2 separate regions of the Zea mays genome follow, and region 2 is linked to region 1. A link is a contact called in public Hi-C data. All regions are on one chromosome and are shown on one strand. Each heading gives the region's core, a stretch centred on a gene start, on an enhancer-like site or on the middle of the called end of the contact. The rest is flanking DNA. Distances are from core to core; before and after follow the strand shown. Region 1 holds the start of LOC100277126. Region 2 holds the start of LOC100276200.

The links. Hi-C and Micro-C count contacts between places; a contact is called where the count stands out from the background.
Region 2: a Hi-C map of leaf mesophyll shows a contact between it and region 1, with 4 times the contacts expected there. The contact joins the promoter of LOC100276200 here to the promoter of LOC100277126 in region 1. A contact is called at or near these places in 8 of 25 Hi-C or Micro-C datasets (bundle sheath, ear, endosperm and 3 more).

Annotation. Positions count from the first base shown.
Region 1 is chr4:179,128,286-179,132,265 of Zm-B73-REFERENCE-NAM-5.0, reverse strand. It overlaps LOC100277126, which reads right to left and starts at 2,356. Exons shown (of 1, transcript NM_001150783.2): 1 at 1,139-2,356. The coding sequence starts at 2,060. The coding sequence ends at 1,257. It overlaps LOC100381621, which reads left to right. Exons shown (of 7, transcript NM_001174438.2): 7 at 204-492. The coding sequence ends at 251.
Region 2 is chr4:179,670,972-179,674,767 of Zm-B73-REFERENCE-NAM-5.0, reverse strand. LOC100276200 reads right to left here and starts at 1,747. Exons shown (of 4, transcript NM_001150045.2): 1 at 1,522-1,747; 2 at 1,354-1,449; 3 at 989-1,154; 4 at 1-213. The coding sequence starts at 1,665. The coding sequence ends at 149.

The DNA of each region.
Region 1 (3,980 bases), core at 1,107-3,606:
TCGTAGATGATTGTTTTTCTTTCATCTGGCTATAACTTGCATGTTTGCTTTTTTGTATGACCAATTCCGAAACCGCAGCCCTACTACAAAATGAGTTCGATGCGTCAAGCTGCAATCACAATAGATGTTTTGAGTACAAAAAAAAAAGAAACAATATGGGTCTGATGCTCGGTTTAAATTAACAGTCATCCTCCTCTAAACAGGTCCAGGAGTCCAGCCTAAGGACACAGCTCATACAACAGACAGAGTGAGCAGGTTAAGGTCCTGTATGTATTTCTGACTAGGAAGATTAGAGGTAAACACCATTCATTAGTTTCAGTGACTGTGCGGTGCATATGTGTATCTTTGATGCCGTTTTTTTTCTCTCTCCTTTTTTTGTACTTAGTAGGTAGCCCATATTTCTTTGCATTTCTACTCCCCCATGTTCTTTTGTGTTCGAACAACTTACATGGAAGAGAAGGGAAGCAACACGAAATCATGGATTTCCATGACAAAGGTGCCAGTGTGGTCTTTTATTGCATCCTAGACCAATGCAATGCGCCCAAAAACTGAAAGCTTTGTTGTAAGCTGTAAACCTTAGCAGTTATGTGTCCTTAAGTGTAATGCCTTTAGATGTATCTTTCTTAGATCCGCCATCTCCTTAGAACTAGAGGCTCCAGTTAACAGGTTACTCACTATCATTGCTGGTTTCAAATCTAAGCAAAGGGGGCGACCAGAATCTTCTAACCGACACTTCAGAGTAGACAACAGTCATCCAATACTGACCTATTCAAATTTGTTACCGCCGGTACTCAGAGAGTGAACCATTACCATTTATGTTATATTTTATGCGGTAGAATGAGACTGGCTGGTTTAGGCCTCAGGACACCATTGTGAACTGTTTAGGCTGATGGGAAGCTCCTATTAATTCTCGGTCATCTTTTAGCTTCGGCTATGTATTTTACTGTATTGATCGTACCCTTTGGTGCAGTCACCATTCTGTCAGGAGCTCTACTTTGAGGGATCTCATCTGTCCTTTTTCCCTCTACCTGGCTCAATCACACAATGAAATGGTCAAATGGAAATGCACGTACAAGTTTTTTTTTTCTCAGACCTTATTATTATTATTATTATTATTATTATTATTATTATTATTATTATTATTATTATTATTATTATTATTAAGGGAAGGAGCACGTGTAATTGTCGGTTGGTGACACGCTGACACTCCAAGCTAAGCTAGCTAGCTATGCCTCCTCCCTCTCATCACAGTACACTCACACGTAGCCGCCGTTGACTCGGATGACCTGCCCGTTGATCCAGCCGGCGGCGTCGGTGCACAGGAACCCCACCACGGGCGCCACGTCCGCTGGCTCGGCGAGCCTCCCCATGGGGCACTCGCGCGCGGCGGCGGCCACGCGCTCCTCCGATTTGCCCGCGTAGAACATGGGCGTGGCCACGGGGCCCGGCGCCACGGCGTTGGCCGTGATCCCCATCCCTCCGAGCTCCTTGGCCAGCACCTTTGTCATGGCCTCCACGGCCGCCTTGCTGGCCACGTACGCGCCGTACCCGGGCCGCAGCGACCCCACGTTGGAGGACGAGAGGGTGACGATGCGGCCCGCGCCGCCGCGCGCCAGCCGCCGCGCCGCCTCCCGGCAGCACAGGAACGTGCCGCGCGTGTTCACGCCGAACGCGAGGTCCCACTGCTCGGGCGACGTGTCCGCGATCCGCGGGTACGTCGCGTCCTGCACCCCCGCCGCGGCCACCAGCACGTGCAGCTCCGGCCCGAACGCCGCCTCCGCCGCGTCGAACAGCCGCGCCACCTGCGCCGGGTCCGACACGTCCGCTGCCACCGCCACGGCGCGCGGGTCGCTGTTGCCTGCCGGCGAGGAGTTGTTGAGGGCCGCCACGAGCTGGTCCGCGGGGGCCGGGTCGCCGATGAAGCCGACCACGACGCGGGCGCCCAGGGACGCCAGGTGCGCGGCCACCGCCGAGCCGATGCCCCCGGCGCCTCCTGTCACGATGGCCACCCGGCCGGCGAGAGGCTCGTGGGCTGGATGCGCATCTGCCTGTGGGAACATGCTGCTGCTGCTGCCTGGATCGGCCGTGTGCAAAGCGCGGAGCAGTTTTTTTTTATTTATAAACAAAAACAGAACGCTACCGTACCTGCATGTCCGACGCCGGTGGGGTAGTATCATTCGATCGCCTTGCAGCTTGCATTGGTGCTGCTGTACCGCCCATGCTACAGCTACAGGTACAGGGGACCTCGTGGCCTCGAGAAAACTACTTTCCTACTGCTCTGGACCTCGTGACCTCGACGCATGTCTGTGTCGTGTCGTGTGTCTGTCTCCAGCGACCAAATATCCTGTGTCCGTATACACCCCAACTTTGCAGGATAAAGCCATAAGCCTAGTTTAGAAGCCACAGAATCGGAGAGGATTGGATGGCTAAAATTTCCTTCTTATTTAAAATTAAATAAGAAGAAGATTATAGCCTTCCCAATTCCCTCATATTTTCTAGCTCCCAAATTAACGCTAAAGGTATGTTTGGGAGCAAACATGTAAGAGGAGATTAGATAGGCCAAAAAATAATGACTGATCTTTATTATTTTATTATTGGGTGTTCCTCTCGTGCCTTATTATATAATGGATTATATTTTTTCGCGATGCTCTTTAGCCAGATATTGTACCAATGTCGCTGGTGTCCTCATATCTAAAGATGCCAATGGCCTCGATCTCCGATTCTCTGTGGGAAATTTTTCTATTAGAGAATAAGGATGAAGAAGTTTTTAGAGAACGATGATGGGGAAGTTTTTTTTCTTGAAAATATAGGAATTCTTTAAAAATATGGTTACCAAACTAATCCCAATTGCACAGGGTAAAAGTATGTTTAGAAGCAAAAATAGCATAGACGATTAGAGGGATCAAAATCCTCTTGCTATTGTAAGGATAGAGTTTTTTTATATTTTTCCACCTTTGGCGTACAAAACATAAACCACTTGTCATAAAATATATAATGTCATTATCTTTTTCAAAACTTTAATCACTCGTTTTATTAAAAAGAAATCATTAGTTATTACTTACTATTTTTAATTGTTTTATCATTTAAAGATTGTTTGAGCGTAATAAATTTTGAAATTTCCAAATAAATATTTTATATAAAATGAGTGCTGAAAGCTTTTTAAAGTATACTTATGAACGGAGAGAGTATTATTTTTATAATCTATTGAAGAATTAAATGAGAGATAATATAATCTCATTTATAACCTAATGTGAGAACATGATGCTACCACAGTTTCACCCTCCGTGTTGACACTCTGAGTCCACCTACCACACCGCATAAAAAAATAGTGCAGAGCGAGCACTGAAACTCACACCCTGCTCTAGAATTGTGGGGCTAACCACCAGATCACAAATACCTTAATGTTTAGAAACTAACAATAATTATATTTGAATAAATATCTCAATATCTATTTATATGATATATAATAACTGTAGCAAAGCACGGGCTACTGGCTAGTAAATACTAGAAGGTTATACTGTACCATTACAGATGTGCTTGTGTGCTATTTTCTGGACCGTGAGGAGGGACGAGGGATATTGGTGCTAATCCACGTTGATTTTGAACATTTACTGCTCAACAAGCACTACTACTATTATGTAACAATCCAAATCCAGGCCTGTTCGATTAAAAGTCTTAGGGGCGTTTGACAAAGTCCCTGTAACTCTACTTCCTGCGAGAAGAATAACTCACGTAGAGCTAAACGGTAAAAATCTAAACTATTTTATAGTGGGGGGTGCATTGAATAGTCTCTATTTTGTACTATAAAGTAGGAGAAAAAAAACTACTTCCCATTGTTCCTAGCCCGCTCTTCACTCTCTAACCTCTCAGAAATCACTTCATAGCCTATTTGACAAACGATTTTTGTCAAACAGATTCACTTTTGCTAAAGAATCACTCGAAATCACTCTATTAGAGAATCGGCTCTCGGAGTTAGAGAA
Region 2 (3,796 bases), core at 498-2,997, 540 kb before region 1:
TCAAGTTTTGATATTATGCAAATGGTAGACATATATGTCTGGCAGGTTGCATTGCATCTCCGCGCGCCTGAAAAGAGCGCAGCTACATTGGAATTGTTCAGCCAGTGTCCAAGAGTCCCTCAATAGCCGAGCGTCGAAGCTGTTCTCTCTAAATGATCGCTGAGAAGAGCATCTGGTTGGCATTTTTCTTCTTGTCCAGGTCCTCGATCTCCCCTGCGAGCGTGACAAATTGAGTCAGCACCTAGAGATGTCAAGAGACTCGTACCCAGAAATTCCTCCATTAGGGCTAGTTTGGAAACTCCATTTTCTCAATAGATTTCTGTTTTTCTAAGGGAAAATAAACTAAATTTCCTTGGAAAAATGGAAATAACATGAGAAAATAAGGTTACCAAACTAACCCTTAGAGTTAGAGCATGGAATAAAAAATGTCTCCATATATATATAGGACAAAATCTTCACCCATTGGATAGTGAGTTTGGGAAGCAATCATCCAAACTTGATTACATGAGTAATATTCATCCAGTAAAATTAGATGTGTGGTCTAATCTAATAGACAATAAACACAACAACTAACACAACCTCTTACAACCCTTTCACTCAACCTACGACCACCCACCACATCAGCCCATGTGTCACTTTGTGTTTTGTTGTTTTATATGGTAAACAATGTATTTTCTTATTACATATTAGATTTATTGGTGACTTATTGTTGTTGGGTCATATAAAATATAATGTGATAATGCTTTTATTTTTGTTAAGGACCCATTGGGGACCCAATAACTGAATATAGATGGATATGAGATGAATTTTATATCCATAATGGGTATGAATACGGGGACGGGGATGTCTATAGCTTCATGGGAATGGGTATGGATGCCCAAATCCAGCGGTAAATTCTCCATTGTCGCCTCTAACCGGTTCCCAGTCCTGCATGAATCCCCAATTCACTAGCAACTATCCGATCGTAAAAGGGAGGTGGATTGCCTACTTGTGATGGGACTGACTTGAGCAGTCCAGTCTTGGATCACCTCGTTGAGGCTGTTGTGGACGGTCTCGTCGGCGTCGGACAAGGGGGGCAGCCCGGACGCAGCGAGCAGCCGCTGCGTCATGCCACGCTGCGCCATCAAGCTCACGCGGATCTGGTCGATCAGCTCCTGCGGGTAGAGGGATAATTAACCATGGCAAATCGTTAATTATCCCGCGTGTATAAAAAATTATCGAACACGGAAATAAAAACGAAATGTCGAGCCAAAATCAATTAAACTCATTCTTAAATAAAAAAAATAGCACGGTTGTCAGCATCGGCAGCAGGTAAGGCGCGGATTGGTGAAAACATAGGGGGGAAGAGGATACCTGCTTCTGGGTGAGGAGGTCGCGGCACATCTCCTTGAGCGCGGCCGCCTCTTCCTCCAACCGCTTCACCCGCGCCACCAGCTTCGCCGGATTCGCCTGCAACCGCCGCCGCCGATCCCGTCAGCGACGAAAGGAGCGGTTAGGGATGAGGGCGACGAGAATACTGACATGGTCAGGGTAGGCGGCGCGGAACTCAAGGTCGAGTCGGCGCTGCACGTCGGCGAGGGTGCCTCTGGCGTTGGTGAGCGTCAACAGGACGTCGTTCACCGCCGGATGGTACTCCGGCCGCCGCCTGCTCGGATCCGCCGCCATCCTGACGTAGCTTTGGTGGCGGTCCTGGCGGAGGATCAGGATGCGATGTTTGCTCCTATTTTTTATCTTTCTCTGTGTGTGCAGGTGTTGCCGTGTGGGCTAGAAGCATAGAAGGCAGGTACCCGCACCTGCTCGTGCCGCTCTGGTTTTTGAAATTTTTGCGAACTGGAACGAATTGCCGCTTTGGTGGCTTTCGAGTTTCGACACGATGCGTGGGCCCACCTCTCAGACCTACTCCAAGTCTCCAACAGTCCAACTGGTCCAGTTTCCACTGGGTGGCTGCGGCGTTCCGCTGCAGGGTACACGGATTGTAGCGTATTCCCATGCAAATTCACTGTTTTCTCACAAAACGCCATAGAAAAAAACTGATTGTTTGCTTCAAAGTAGCTCTGGGCAAAAAAAAAAAAAAATCCTAAACCCGAAATACCCGAACCCCATATTATCCAAAATCTAAATTTTATTTAGAAATTTCAGGTCACAACTTATGAAACCCAAAATCATTTTGGTTAATTCGGATACCACCTTCGGTCCCAGATAACCCGAACTCCAGGCAACACTAGAATTCTGCAATCGGTGCTGCACTGCTGCCTGTGTCGACTGTGTCCGTGTGCATGCCGATGTCTCTATCTGCCTATCTACCTACCTGTGAGTGCGTGCAAATGCTGAAGAAAGTGCAAGTGTGCAGCCGGTAATAGCAGCAGTGCATGTGAACGACTTGAAGACGTAAAGACCATTTTCCATCCTTCCGTCAGGTAATCAGGCGCACATTGAGTCATGTGAAAGCCAACCAATGCTCAATCTCTTTGGATGATATCCATTTATCTGCAGCCTAGCTAATGTCCTACGATCTGATCAGCTTATTGTGGCTTTTAGTATTTACTACTAGTTTAACTGATGAAAATAATCTAACTGTTTTGAATCAGTTAATAGCTAGAGTAGTTACTATTAGTTTAAATGATCAAAGAGACGTTTTTGTGGGGGATCTGCTCCAACAAGATCAGTTTATAGTCAGCTCTATGCATAGGACTTTGGTCGCTCCGAACATTGTTTCGATAAATCACCCAATCTGGGATTTAAAGATTCCTTTGAAGATTAAAATTTTTTATGTGGCACTTAGTTAAGGGCATAGCCCTAACAAAGGATAATTTAGCAAAAAATAGTGGTATGAAAGTGTTAAATGTTGTGGATGCAACTTAGATGAATCTATTCAACACCTTTTCTTTGAGTGCCATATGGCTAGATGTGTATGAAGAGGGGTGAAAATTTCATTTAACATCGCACCACCATCAAGCATCTAACATATGTTTTGGCACTTGGTTACAAGATTTAAGCTCTAGGCGTAAGAGCTTTATTTGGGGTGGAACATGTGCTCTCTACTGGGCTACATGGTTAAGTCGCAATGATGTTGTTTTTGATAATGCACAAGATTCCACTCATTTGCAGGTCAAAGGAACATATTGAACAAGGTTCTTGACACTGTTGCATAAGGAGGAGGACATACCTCAAGTAAAATGAGGTTGTCGGGTGCTTGAGACGATAATGATAGAAATCTTTTTCGAATAATGGATGGATTTTTTGACATAGATCGAACCCTTAAATTTATGAAACCTTTGTTGAATGTGAGATTTCCGGTCCCGAGTGGAACCCAATGTTTGTTAGTTTAAACAGCCGCATGTATCAACCGATACAGAAGTTGGAATATTAATAAATATTCCCTTTTCTAAAAAAAATTTGGGTAGCACCGCTACAAATACATATAGAATTATATATTCTTCCATTTTAAATATGCAGTTAACGTGGATAAAATCAATTTGGGTACTTCAACAGTACCCGGTACCTGAACCTGAATTGTCGAGTACCCGAATTTACGAGTATCATAATACCCGATGTAAATTTGGATACCACTTTTTTCCAAAAGGGGTTTCCCCCATTTTATTATGAAACAGGAACATAAACAGAACTGTCGAAACATCTCAGTAATTACATGACCATCGCATGGCGGGAGCAACAAACTCCTAATCTATCTTCCTCCAGAACAAGAAAGGAAAAGGAAATACATTGCCCAACAGCCACACACGGCTGGACCATGCCTAACAAGACCAGGAGCCAACAGTTTAGCATCCTATACCAG